2 separate regions of the Mus musculus genome follow, and region 1 is linked to region 2. Evidence: chromatin contacts called from public Hi-C data. All regions are on one chromosome and are shown on one strand. The core of a region is the stretch at or near the end of the contact, and the rest is flanking DNA. Distances in the headings are between cores, read along the strand shown.

Evidence for each region. A called contact is a pair of places that touch in the nucleus more often than the background predicts.
Region 1: a contact with region 2 is called in a Hi-C map of erythroblasts, with 2.0 times the contacts expected there. A contact is called at or near these places in 10 of 39 promoter capture datasets (the 3T3-L1 cell line, 3T3-L1-derived adipocytes, cranial neural crest and 6 more) and 6 of 484 Hi-C or Micro-C datasets (cerebral cortex, cortical neurons, erythroblasts and 3 more).

Annotation. Positions count from the first base shown.
Region 1 is chr19:21,564,537-21,571,281 of GRCm38.p6, forward strand. No RefSeq gene overlaps it. Among named protein-coding and RNA genes, the nearest start is that of Gm38486, 28 kb to the right of the region's middle.
Region 2 is chr19:21,418,327-21,425,304 of GRCm38.p6, forward strand. It overlaps Gda (guanine deaminase), which reads right to left. Exons shown (of 14, transcript NM_010266.2): 5 at 4,672-4,777; 6 at 1,048-1,075. Among named protein-coding and RNA genes, the nearest start is that of Gda, 51 kb to the right of the region's middle.

The DNA.
Region 1 (6,745 bases), core at 2,350-4,849, 140 kb after region 2:
CCCAGTGAATGTACTTGGCATAGTAGGCTATGTAGCACTGAAGTTCATAGCTCTGAGTTCTGCATTCACTATTGCAGTTCACAGCTGTATTCTGTCCTAAACACACAACTGGCCATCTGTGTGAAGGAACCTAAGGGCTCTTCTTGGCATCAATTTTTTTAAAGATTTATTTATTTATTTTATGTATATGAGTACACTGTAGCTGTCTTCAGACACACCAGAAGAGGGCATCAGATCTCATTGCAGTTGGTTGTGAGCCACCATGTGGTTGCTGGGATTTGAACTCAGGATCTCTGGAAGAGCAGTCGGTGCTCTTAACCGCTGAGCCATCTCTCCAGCACCTCTTTTTGACATCATTATGACATGCAGTCTGCATTGTTATTCTGAAAAATATTTTATGAAATACATCCATCCATCCTAATTTTGGAATGGTAATGTATGTGAGTAGCCCCAGAACACAGAAGGCTGAGGCAGAAGGATTGTGAGTTCCAGGAAAGACAGCCTGAGTTACACGATGAGTCTGAAAAGATCCTGTGCTACATGTCTCAAAACAAAAAGAAAACCAAGACGGAAAGGAAAGGAAAGGAAAGGAGAGGAAAGGAAAGGAAAGGAAAGGAAAGGAAAGGAAAGGAAAGGAAAGGAAAGGAAAGGAAATCACCCATTCTAGTGTCTCATAGGCCACAAAGGCTGAGATATTAGTAGCTTCATCTGACAGTATAGAATAAATGACCAGATGTCACACCATGCATCTGTGGTGAGAGAAACTCTAATTTGTGTAGTAGGTTTAAAGATACATAATGATCTGAGTGGAGAGTTGGGTTCTAAGGCTTTTATTTATGGAGAAGCCATTTAAATGTTTGTAAGCTGCTGATAGATTGTATCACAGAGAGGTCACTGTCATGTCTGTCTTAGAGTTTCTATTGCTATGATAAGACACCATAACCAAAGGGCAACTTGGGGAGAAAATGGTTCATTTTATAGTTTCTCATCACAGTCCATCACTGAAGGGAACCAGGGCAGGAACTCAAAGCAGGGCAGGAAGCTGAAATCAGGAGCCATGCAGAAGCCATGGAAGGGGTGCTGCTTACTGGCTTGTTCCTCCTGACTTGCTCAGTTGGATTCTTGCTCACTAAGTGATATTGGGCAAAGTATACATTTTCAGCTGCCATGTAAGAAAGCTAATAATGTACTCCAGGGCTGTACTGGAAACACTCTGCACAGATCACCTGTGCGTGTTGTCTGCACAAAATATTACGGTGTTTGAAGTGTAGCTGTTAGTGTCCTTGACACTTGCTGATTGTGGAAGTTTCAAACCTCCAAAAGCTTCCAGGTTCTTGTCTGTAAACCTGGTTGTAAACTTTGATATTTTAAAACCTACTTTTAATAGGGATTTTCAAATGCTTTGACCACCACCACCCCCTACACGTATACACACCTTCTTGCCTACCATCAAAAGGTAGCAGAGAAAAGATGGTAAATAAAAAAGTGGATGTGCATCTGTTTAGAAGTAGTTCTTTGGGGGCAATTCCTATCTCTGTGTAGTAGCAGTCCAGTTCAGTAGTGTCTGAATTCCAAGTGTGACTCAGCAGCACAATCCAGCAGAAACAACCAGGCTTCCACTGAGTCACTGAGTTGGCACAAGTCACCAGGAGTGACCAGAACCAGCCAGCATGCCAGAAGTTCTCTGCTGTGCCTCTCTCTACAAAGTGAAGATCAGCAAAGCTGGGAGACCAATGAAGCTTTGCAAGGTTAGCTATGCGAGCACACAGTCACTGTCCATTGAGTCCAGTTTGTATTCTCTACAAACATCATGCGTTGCGTGTTGCTTTTGCTGCCCCACCTAAGCTCCAGGAACTGACTGCCCCCGCCCAGAGAATATTGGATTCGTAGATGAAACTCACAGACACACAGTTGTTCAATTTCAGCTTCCTTAGTGGCACAATTGCTGGGCGCTACTTATCTCCCACCTGAAGAAGTGTGCCCTTATCAATACTCTTAGCTCCACACCTCTCCACCTGCCCTCAATTTTAGTTGCCGTGTTACATTTAGTCCCAGGGAAACAGCTCCAACCACCTGCCTGTAGAAGTGGCCTGTGGAGATCTCACATGGCTGCTTGGCTTTTCTCTCTCCGAAGCATGGCTGCCTCTCTCTTCCTGACTCTCCTGCCTCCAGGGACCCGGAAGTCACACCTATTCCTTCTGCCCAGGAATTGGCCCATGGCTTCTTTACTGACAGATTAAGAACCAATTGGGAAACAGTACCTTGTTTGTTCAAATTATGTTTTAAATACCACTCCCCTCAGGAAACCAGTAACAGATGAAGTAGAGTTCTGCCCGCATGAGTAATCCACTCTGGGGATACTGGTTAGTTCATATCGTTGTCCCTTATAGGGGGCTGCAAACGCCTTCAGCTCCTTGGGTACTTTGTCCCATGGATGGCTGTGAGCATCCATTTCTGTATTTGTCAGGCACTGGCAGAGCCTCTCAGGACACAGCTTTATCAGGCTCCTGTCAGCAAGCTCTTGTTGGCATCCACAATAATGTCTGGGTTTGGTGGTTGTTTATGGGATGGATCCCCAGGTGGGGCAGTCTCTGGATGGTCATTCCTTCAGTCTCTACTCCGACCTCTGTAACTCCTTCCATGGGTATTTTGTTCCCCCTTGTGATGGTTTGTATATCCTTGGACCAGGGAGTGGCACCATCTGAAGGTGTGGCCTTGTTGGAATAGGAGTGACCTGGTTGGAATGGGTGTGTCACTGTGGGTGTGGGTATAAGATCCTCACCCTAGTTGCCTGGAAGTCAGTCTTCCACTAGCAGCCTTTGGATGAAGATGTAGAACTCTCAGCTCTGCCTGTGCCATGCCTGCCTGGATACTGCCATGCTCCCACCTTGATGATAAAGGACTGAACTTCTGAACCTGTAAGCCAGCCTCAATTAAATGTTGGTTTTTTTTTTATAAGACTTGCCTTGGTCATGGTGTCTGTTCACAGCAGTGGAACCCTAACTAAGACACCCCTTCTAAGAAGGATGGAAGTATCCACACTTTGGTCTTTCTTCTTCTTGAGTTTCATGTGGTTTGCAGTCAAAGAAAACACATGGCTCATGGCTCTAGCTGCATATGTAACAGAGGATGGCCAATGGGAGCAGAGGCCCTTGGTCCTGTGAAGGTTCTATGTCCCCCGTATAGGGGAATGCTAGTGCCAGGAAGCAGGAGTAGGAGGGTTGGGGAGTGGGGGGTGGAGGGGGAAAGGGGATGGGGGATTTTTGGAGAGGAAACTAGGAAAGGGGACAACATTTGAAATGTAAATAAAGCAAACATCTAATAAAAAAAAAAAAAACCTGAGTAATCCACTCATGCAGTTACGAGTCTCTCATACTTCCTGCCTTTCTCCATGTGATGGGCTGTGTCATCTTGGAACTCTACTAGCAAGAAGCCTGACACTAGATGTCACCTTCAACCTTGGGCTAAGAATATGGGCCAAATAAATGCCTTCTCTTTCTACCTTACCCAATCTTAGGCATCATGTAATAGCAACACAGAACAGACAGCTAACTGAAGTCCTGAGGCATATGCTGGTGCACCAAAAGTCCTATCTATCAATAACACAAACACATGGGCGGGAGGGGCGGGGATTCATCTCTCCCCTTTCCACTAATCATACTTTACTAAAGTTGGCAATTTGAAAACGCAAACTTATGACTCTGCTCAGATCCTTTGTGGGGGAACTTTGGATCCATTAAGTCACTTTTCACAATTTCTTTTAAAACATTAATTACCTCATTATTTGTTGAAGAATTAAGCAAGTAATATAATCTGCATTCTTGTAAGTCATTTTGAGTCATTGACTTGTTCAATGGCTTTCCCTTGATCACAAAATAAAACTAAACTCCTTATTGTGGATTTTTCTAGAAGATCACACCCAACTACTGCCACATCCTACTTGGCTTGGTCATGGAACCATCACTAGACAGTGACAGAGAAGGAATGAAGAAAGGGCAGACACACAGACATATCCAGGACAGACACTAAGGAACAACAGACACATACACATATGTACCCAGAAAGGCTGGGGTTAGGTGGGCTATTCAAACTCTGATGGAGCTGTAGCAACTATGGAAACAACCTGGAACCTCAGAATGTTAATCATGCACAGCCCAGAGAGGAGGGTGTGACCTGTCTCAGATGGTCTCAAGAGACAGCCAACTGGGGTTGTAAACACCTGGGAGGAGGAAAAGGAAGAGGGGGAGGAAAAAGAGGAAGAAGGCGAAAAGAAGAAGAAGGTGGCAGTACCCTGGAGGACAGAAAGAAGTGACTTGATGTGTAGGTCAAAGAAAGTGAGTGGAAGCCATGTGGAATGTCAAGTTTTGAGCAAGGAAAAAAACAAAGGATGGCATTAACTGAACCCAAGATTACAACAGTGACACAGCAGCCCTGGAGACAGCTGGACAGTGACACAGCAGCCCTGGAGACAGCTGTGGAAATGCTTGCTCCCCGCCCCCACCCCCACCCCTGTAGGAAGGTACATTTTGTCATTAACCTGGTTTCTAGCTGTACGTGCACTGTGATAACAAAAAGCAGGTTCATTTGTAATTGGCCTTGCTATGTTGCTTGGTATTGCTACAGACAAGGTAGCTCCTCCCTGTCTGCATCTAGGCAAGGACATATAATTTCATGGACTGCTAGATTGGAGCTATTCTCTGGTGTGTTGTTACCAACAGACTCAGGCCCACCTTCTGATGCTGCTGGTGCTTGGCACATCCAGAAAGACCTGGGAACTGGTTCTGCCTCTGTGAGTGGAACAGCCTGGCCTATAAAGTATGTTGCAGGAAAGCCAGAGCTACACAGAGAAACCATGTCTTTAAAATTAATTAATTAATTAATTAATTAATTAAAAGATCAGTTTACTCACATACTTTATTCTTTCTCTCTCTCTCTCTTTCTCTCTCTCTCTCTCTCTCGTGTGTGTGTGTGTGTGTGTGTGTGTGTGTGTGTGTGTGTGTGAGAGAGAGAGAGAGAGAGAGAGAGAGAGAGAGAGAGAGAGAGATTACTTGAGTTTTTGCTAAAGTCTCACTCATTTTCAGGCTCTGGGGACAGTGTTAGTGGCACAAACCAAAAGGATTGACTTTCCCTCCTATGGTCATAGACTTACACTCTGGGACAGCCTGGGCTGGGTTCCTTCTTTTACAGAACCTATGCCAGGGCGTCTTGATCAGAGTTAGTCCTCCTAAGGGCAAGGATGGGGGTCTGTGGATGTGGCTTCTGCTCATTGGTTCCCTCCAGTCTCCCTAGCTTCAGGGCCTGTGCTTTCTTCATTTTGCCCAGGACAGACTCTTCCATCAAATCTTCCCAATGCAAAATAGTTCTTTTTAGGTTTATTTGGTTTTGGGATTTTGGTTTTTCAAGACAGGGGTTCTCTATGTGACCCTGGAAGTCCTGGAACTTGCTCCGTAGACCAGGCTGGTCTCAAACTCACAGAAATCTTCCTGTCTTTGCCTCCCGAGTGGTGGGATTAAAGAAAATAATTTTTAAAGATCAAGGACCTGTCAACCTTATTCATGCCCTATATTTTTCTGCTCCTAGAGAAAAGCCTAACTGGCAGGACATCAGTGTATTTGTATTCGCTGACTAGCACATCAATTCTAATTTCCAGTACATGGTAGTGCATGTATGTAATGCCAGGACAACTGAGATATACGTTAAATCTGGACTGTGTAGTAAGATCTTGTTTTAAAAAGAATAACAAAACGTCAGTCTAGATTTCTATGGTCTATTTATATTAATAATTTTTGAGTTTGAACATTTTGAATATCTGTACTTAGTCTATTACCCATGTAGACTTAAATTAAGACAATTGACCTTAAGGGTAGAGCAAACCTGGGTTTTAGTACTAGCTTTGAAATCTCTCACTCTACTTCCTAAGCAAATTATTTAAGCCCTGTTTCCATCCATTTCATTACATTTGATAATAACAATAATAATATCTTCCTCATAAACTGATTTTAAAATTAAGGCGATGTGGTATGTGTTAAGTCCTCAACCAACACAACACAAATATATATAATATAAATATATATATATATATATGTACATATATTTTTTTCTTGTACTCATCCCCAAAACAGTGAGACTCAGTGAATTCATCAGATGGGGTTTAGACAGGCTAGAGATAGACATGAGGTATTCCCTATTGACCTTGGGCATAAGGCATTTCACATTGAGAGGAACTGGGTGAAGGAAGCCGGTTGAGCCATTCCAGAAATGCCTAGCGCATGCAGACTACGGGCTGAATTAGTCCATGTATTCGTTTGAAAGTATTTTTCACACCTCTCACCAAGAACAGTGTGCTAAGGCAGGATCAAAGGGAATCAATGGTGGCTCCTGCCCTGCAGGGGCTGCTTCCAGCAAAGAGCACAGTTGTCAGAGGCCTATACCGGCTCCTGCTGTTGCCCTGGCAGCATAAACACAGAAGAAAGCAAGCAGCATTTCTCCACGTGGGAGGCAAGTAAGAGCTGAATACGAGAACAGGATCCTGTTGCAGAGGTTTGAGACAAGGCTCAATGGAGGTCCCTTGCAAGATTTTGAATACGGAAGTGAACCAAGTACCAGAAATGGAAACGATAAACAGATCAGCAAATACTCATTTATTTTTTAATACACCCATACTCACCCATCTTCAAACTGGCACCATCCTTTATAGTTAAATCAATCCCGGGCCTCTGAAGCTGCCTGCAGTCGTCACTTTGTA
Region 2 (6,978 bases), core at 4,240-6,739:
CAGAATGGAGCTCACATAACCTGACTAAACTTGGGTTCCCTGCCACAACTAGACAAAGGGTATGGGAACCCAAAGTAAATACACACACTATTCCTGAAGCCCTAAACAAGGTCAGCACACATCAAGTTTATAGCACATTTTAATAGTGAATAATCAAACCTACTAAAATCAGGTAATTATTCCTGACTACAAAACTGTACTTCAAAAACCTCTAAATATAGTGTCCTACAAGCCGTCACTAGAAAGCAAAAAACGGAAGCTTCTTTGAATCTGACATTTCCAGATTGCACGTGTAAGCGAGACTATGCAGTATTTATCTTCTGAATTGGGTTTCCTTCATGTAACATAATATACCCCAGATTCATCAGTGCTGTCTCAAATAGCAATATCTTTTTTTTACAAACGAGTAATATCCCATTATTATGCACACATGTGTGTGTATTATATCTTTAAGACATATTTAAATTGTATATGACCCCACATATGTATCTGTGTATATATGCTTGTGTGTGTGTACATACAAACATATATGTATATAAAATTAGTTTTCTTTATCTATTCATCCATAAGCTCCTATATTGCTTCCACATTTGGGCTGTGGCAAATAAAGATGCAGTAAACATAGGTGCACATATGTCTCCAAGATACTGATTTTGTTTTCTTTTATAGATCATATGAAATGTTGACCAAAGGGCATGAGTTCTCAGTCATAAAATGAACACGTTGGCCAGACTTTTGGGCAGTCCTGCCCTAATACCTGTGACTAGATCTCACTATGACCACCACCCAACACTGCATGTGTGTGACATGTCATTACTCTGTACACCCCAAAACTCATGGTCTTTCTCAGATGTTTTCAGTTTTAAAAAGTGTGACCTGTCTGAGCTGAGCCATTCAGTACACTGTGCCAAAAATCAACGGTTCTAGGAAAATACCTCTTATGTATAGGCAAAGCCATAGGTACACAGATTAATCTACCAGAGAACTTGACAAATCCTACAGCTAACAGAGCTGCGCTCCAGGTGAAAACTGAACAAATTTACTTACATTCTTTTGCAGCATTTCTGACACAAATCTGAAATGAAGCAACAAATGCAAGTTTAGAAACGTTAATTATTTTCAGATAAATGTTTCTAACAGCATGGGGGCTCACCACCACTAACTAGAGATTAACAAGGAATCATTATTCAGTTTTTCTTTAATAGCAAAAGAGGGAGAGGAAAGTCACAAGGAATATTGTCCCAGAACATCCTGTGAGCATCCGCATAGGTCCCAGGCTGTGCTATCAGCTCCACCACACAGGTCCCAGGCTGTGCTATTAGTTAAGTGTGATAGAGTTGCAGTGAGCCATGTTCCGTGGATGAGAGAGCATGGACTCTTAGGCACACCCAGGCACTTAGAAGTCTCGGACACTGCCCTTCTAATCCCCTCTTATGTGGAATCTGCTTATGCACACAGTATCACCTTCAGTCTCCAAGGACACAGTCTGGAAGGTGGGATAGATAATAGAGGAAAGTGAAGGACTATGACAGAGGTGTCTGTAAAGTGTATGGGGGAAGAGACAAGTGATGAACCTAGGACTTCGGCCTGCTCGACCAGTGACAATTGTCCTATGAAATAGTTATTTCTGCTCTGGCCAGAAAAGACTGTCCGTTATTGGTTGCTTCCTTCTGGTATGTTTTCAGACTAAAACATGAGTTGAGAGCCTGGGAATGTAGCTCTGTGGTAGATACTTCCCAGGTATGAACAAAGCCCTTGGTTCCATCTTTATTCTCAGGGAAAACAAATTATGGTTTAAGGTGCAGTGACCAGAGCAGTGGACTGCATAGGAGCTTAGCATACGACCAGTACTGAAAGCAGAGATGCCACCCTCTTCCAATGATCATGTATTAGTCTCTCAACTTGGCACTCCAGAGAGAACATGCTTGAAGTGAGAGAAGCCCAGGAAATAGAAGCAAAACTGAGATTTAAACTTATACCCACAAAGTATGAACCTAAAGAAACTTCTGTGTATCTCTTGATATAGAATACAAGACAGTGACCTTCCTTCTTCAAGATATCATGGAAAAGGTATCAAAGATCATGTGAGAAAAGTACTTAAATGGTCAATAATTTTCCCAATGTTATATGAAATTGGACATAATGGAAACACATGAAATAACATAACCCACACCCAAAAGCAATTGAGGAGGTTATAGATATGATCTTAGTATTTCATATGCACTTGTAGAAATGTCGCAATAAAAGTTATTACTTCATGTAACTACTTTTTAAAGTAATTTAATGAGCAGGGCACTATACTTAGCAATTCTGGTCTTCTAGAGAAACCCTGGCCTAATACAGGAATAAAAAAAAAAAAAAAAGGTATTTTTTTTTCCAGCTCTGCTTACTCCAGCCCTGCTTGCTCCGGCCCTGCTCACTCCGGCCATATTTATTTCATATATGTGGGTACACTGTCAGGGTCTTCAGACACAGCAGAAGACGGAACCAGATGCCCATTACATATGGTTGTGAGCCACCATGTGGTTGCTGGGAATTGAACTCAAGACCTCTGGAAGAACAGTCCATGCTCTCAACTGCTGAGCCATCTCTCCAGTCCCTAAAGGGTAATTTAAAAAAAAATAAAATAAAAGATCCTCCATTTATGGAGCTGAGGAGATGGTGTAGTGGGTAGGAGCACTTGCTAGGCAAGCATGAAGGCCTGAATTTGAATCCCCAGCACCAATGTAAAAAACAAAACCAAAACTGAGCTGGGCAAGCTGGGCATGCCTCAAACTCGAGTGCTGGCAGTCAGAGACAGAAGAATGCTCAGAACTAAAAATTTCAGTTCAGTGGGAGACCCTATCTCAAGGGAATAAGACAGAGAGTGTCAGAGCAGAACACCCAGCATCCTCCTCTGGCCTCCACGGGTGTGTGTACTAGTACACGCAATTTTACACGACACATGCACAAACATAAACAAATGTACATTTTTCAAAAGAAGCACACCAATTTTATAAAACAGCCTAAATCTGCCCAGTGTCCTTGGCATACTGGAAGAGGGACATAATTTGTTTTTCCTCTGAAATGCTACACTTTAAGGAGACTCTAGAATATGCCATTACATCTCAAGATTCTTGGACTTCAAAAGAAATTGCTTCAATTGTGTTGGGGGGCAAAACCAGGAGGCTGGGTGTGAGAGGAGATGAGAGAAGCTGTAGTCCACGAGAGAGTCACTGTGTGGGAATCTGGAAACTGCTCCACTCTGTTCTTACAATGTCCTTCTCAAGAAACACGTTCTTGTGATTTTCAAAGCAACCCTTCCAAACTCTGCACTTAAAATTCTAATCTTTCCCACTCGACCCTTAAAATCATTTTCGGTGAAGTGTAATTTACATACCATCAAGTTCACCCATTTTATGTGCTCTATTCAATACTTTTAGCAAATTTACTGGATTGTGGAGTTATCATAATAATGCAGTCTTTGAATTCATCTTCAGAGCGAGATCCCCTGGGTGCATAAGCAGGAGATAGACAGTTCTTTCCTGGCAACAGCAAACCTCTCCCACTTTATGACTCATGCACGGACTTGCATTTTCTCTATATTTAATATAAATGGAAGTTTATAAAGTGTGCTCTTTTGTGTGAGACTTTTCTTAGAATAATAATTTTAAAGTCCATCATGTTGTAACCACTTTGCTTTTCTCATAGCTGATCAATTTTATTGTATACCATATTTCCTGCATCCACACACCATTTGGTAGACATGTCAGATGTGTGACAAGGCCTTGGTCACATGGCCCTCTGCCTCTTTCTTGCAACTCCCAGGATTAATTAAAGAATGGCTGCAAATCTAACATCTGGAAGTTGCAGGAACCAGACCCATCAGCCAGGCTTGTCCTGGTTCCTCCCAGAAGAGGAAACCTTGTATATTTTTTTGTTTTGTTTTGTTTTCTTAGTTTTATTTCATGGGTGTGTTTGTCTGTATATGTGAGTGTGCATGTGCATGCAATGCCTGTGGATTGCAGAGGAGAACATCAGATCCTCTGGAACTGGAGTTACCAACATGTGAGAAGCCATGTGCCCTGAGAACCAGGGCTAAGGCAGGTACTGCTGAGCCATCTCTCTAGGCCCATCTTGCATTTTTTTTTTTAACTCAGTGAGTCAAGTGTCCACCTGGATTAAAACCTCAGCTAGAGTGTACTTTAGGGTTCCCCCACTGTAGTGCAATGTGGGGTATGTATAGATGACCCTCCACTCCTCCTGGGCAGCTCTGCTGAGCCTTGCAAACTAACCCACTTGGGGTCCTAGGCTTGTACTCTCCATGTTGTCTATCTATGAATCATAAATAGCCCTGCTGTGCTGAACTTGTGGTATAGCATGGATTATCCCTACCCTTTTGCAAGCAGATTGATTGGAGTCTTATCCTAGAACTGACACTGGTATATTTAGGGCACCTCCTTTGTATGTTGCATCTGGGAGAGGTGGCTTGACAACCAGCCACATTAGAGTCTTCGTGTGGACCAGCTGTGTTGTCTCTGTCCACACCATAGTTTGACATTGTCACCGTGCTCAGATCTCAACTGGGTCATAATGGTATCTACTTTCCCATCTTGATTTCAGACTCTATAAGGATAGCAGATAACTCATCTAAAATATAGATGAACCCCACCCCTCCCCTAGGCACACTACCTCTCTGTCTCCTTGACTGACTCCTCGGTGGTCTCCTTGTATTCTGGAACAGTATCATTCAAATCCATGCATACTTTGCCCACAAATGCTCGCTGCCCAAATTTATCTGTGAAGCAAACAGAGAAAGTATCTAAAAATGTGCTTTTTTAAAAAAAAAAATATCAAATTAAAATCATTCTAAAAAGTGAGAATGTTAAGAATTATCCCTCTGTCTTCACATGGTGACAATAACAAAGCCACTAAATTCAAAGAGTAGTCAACTGTCTTCCACCCAGACTCCATCGTATTCCCAGCCTGCCAGCAAATAATTGGGTATTTTACACTTCTTATTTTCGTTTTCCTTTTGGTTAAACAGTTTGTCCATGTTTCTACCAACGTTACAACTATCATGACATTCATTTTCCCTCATGGTACAAAGGGTAATAACTTCAGATCCTAGAAAATGCATTAATATTCCTTGATGTACCACCTCTCCTTCTTTTCCCTCGTTTGTTTGTCTATCTGCTCCTCTCCTGCCATCACCGGATCCAGGTCCCCTCCATGCATCTGCTGTTCCTTTTCTAGTTAAACGTAGCGTATAAAATGTTAAGAACATGGGTCCTGGGTAAGTGACTTGGCTTTGATTCCTTGCCCCTGTGATTATCTAAGATGGCAGCAACACTTGTGATTCTGTTCTAGGTACCAGACATTGTACAAAATACTCAGCCCTCAATGGCTGTCTGGCATCTACTGCTGACCCTCATAGCACAGACAGATTAACTAAGGCACAAAGATGTCCACATGCTGGGAAGCAGAACTGAGCCTAGGTCGATGACTCCACACATTTCCAAATCATGCTTATCTGAAATCTAGACTGCAGTGTCCCAGAGTCCTCTGCGCTGTGCAGGTTGATAAGAAAGACACAAAGAAAGATGCATAAGGCACATGGTTCCCAGATGCTCTGTCACAGTTCTCCCTAACCACAGCGGCATAGATACTGTTATCATCGACCGAATGCCTAACGGTGCTGGCAATGAAGGATCTTCATCAGATGGGCTGGAGGAACTCATATTTCAGTTGGGCTACATAGGTGGGGTTGTTCTACAATGTCTCCTTTGTTAACATTTTGTCTAAAGCTCCGCCCCACAGTTACCTGGCAACAGCTAGGCATGCCTGACTCACTCTAAAAGGGGCTGCTAGTCCCCTCCTCCCTCCCCCCCCCCTCTCTCTCTCTCTCTCTCTCTCCTTCTCTGCCTCTATTCCCCTCTCAACTTCCCTCCCCATACCCTGAATATACTCTATTCTATACTATACCTTTGTGTGGCTGGTCTCTCAGGGGAAGGGATGCCTCAGCATGGGCCCATGGAGGCATCCCCTTAAGCCACACCTCACCATACATCCATAAAACATATTCCCACTTTCTTTATCTTTTTATAAACACATCATCCTTGCTGTCATGAGTCTTTCAAAAGGCTTTCTGCTACTCTCTCCCTGGGGCTTATTTTAATATCTAGTCATCATCAGATGAATCCCTTAACATCATTCTCATTATGTCACTCACTGCCCTGAAGTCTTCTTTTGAGTCTCTGGTGTACAGTCAAGGCCCTCTGTGCTCTGAACCTCCTCACACTCCTCATTGTGCAATGCATCTGCCCCTTCCTTTGAACCATGCTATTTCCTGTCTCCATCATCAATATCCCTGCTCTAGGTCCCCTGTCCACCTCATTTCCTCACTTCAGTCTCTCCAGGTTTTGTCTTCCACTCAGTTAAAGGTCACTTCCATGGAGTCTTCCCAGATGGGCAGCCTTTGCCTCTTCTGAGAACTTTCATGATCATTTTCAGTGTCAGCAACTGGCCTTTGGTATGAGCTATCTTGGAACCCAACAGTGAGGCAAATACATTACCGGTCAACAGTACTTACCAAGTACCTGCTGTATGCCAGGCATTGACTTGGGTATGTGTGGAATCATCAGCCTAAATCTAGGCTCAGTTCTGCTTCCCAGCTATGTGGACATCTTGGTGCTCTAGTTAATCTATCTGTGTATCCATAGATGTCAGACAGCCATTTACGCTGAGTATTTTGTACAATACTCAGGTACATATAGCAGGTGTTACTACAAGTATTAATCAATGTGCTTAAGTGTCCTTTCTGGTTCTTTTAGGACAAAGATTTTTCTTCTAGTTCACTGCAGTGCTAGCATCAAGCACAATGCCCAGAATCTAGCTAACTGTCAAGACCTATCCATTGATTACAATATAACAAACTGTTGCCACAGCTACACTGATAAAGGTGCTCTAAAGAGCCCCAAATCAATATGCCAAATTCCT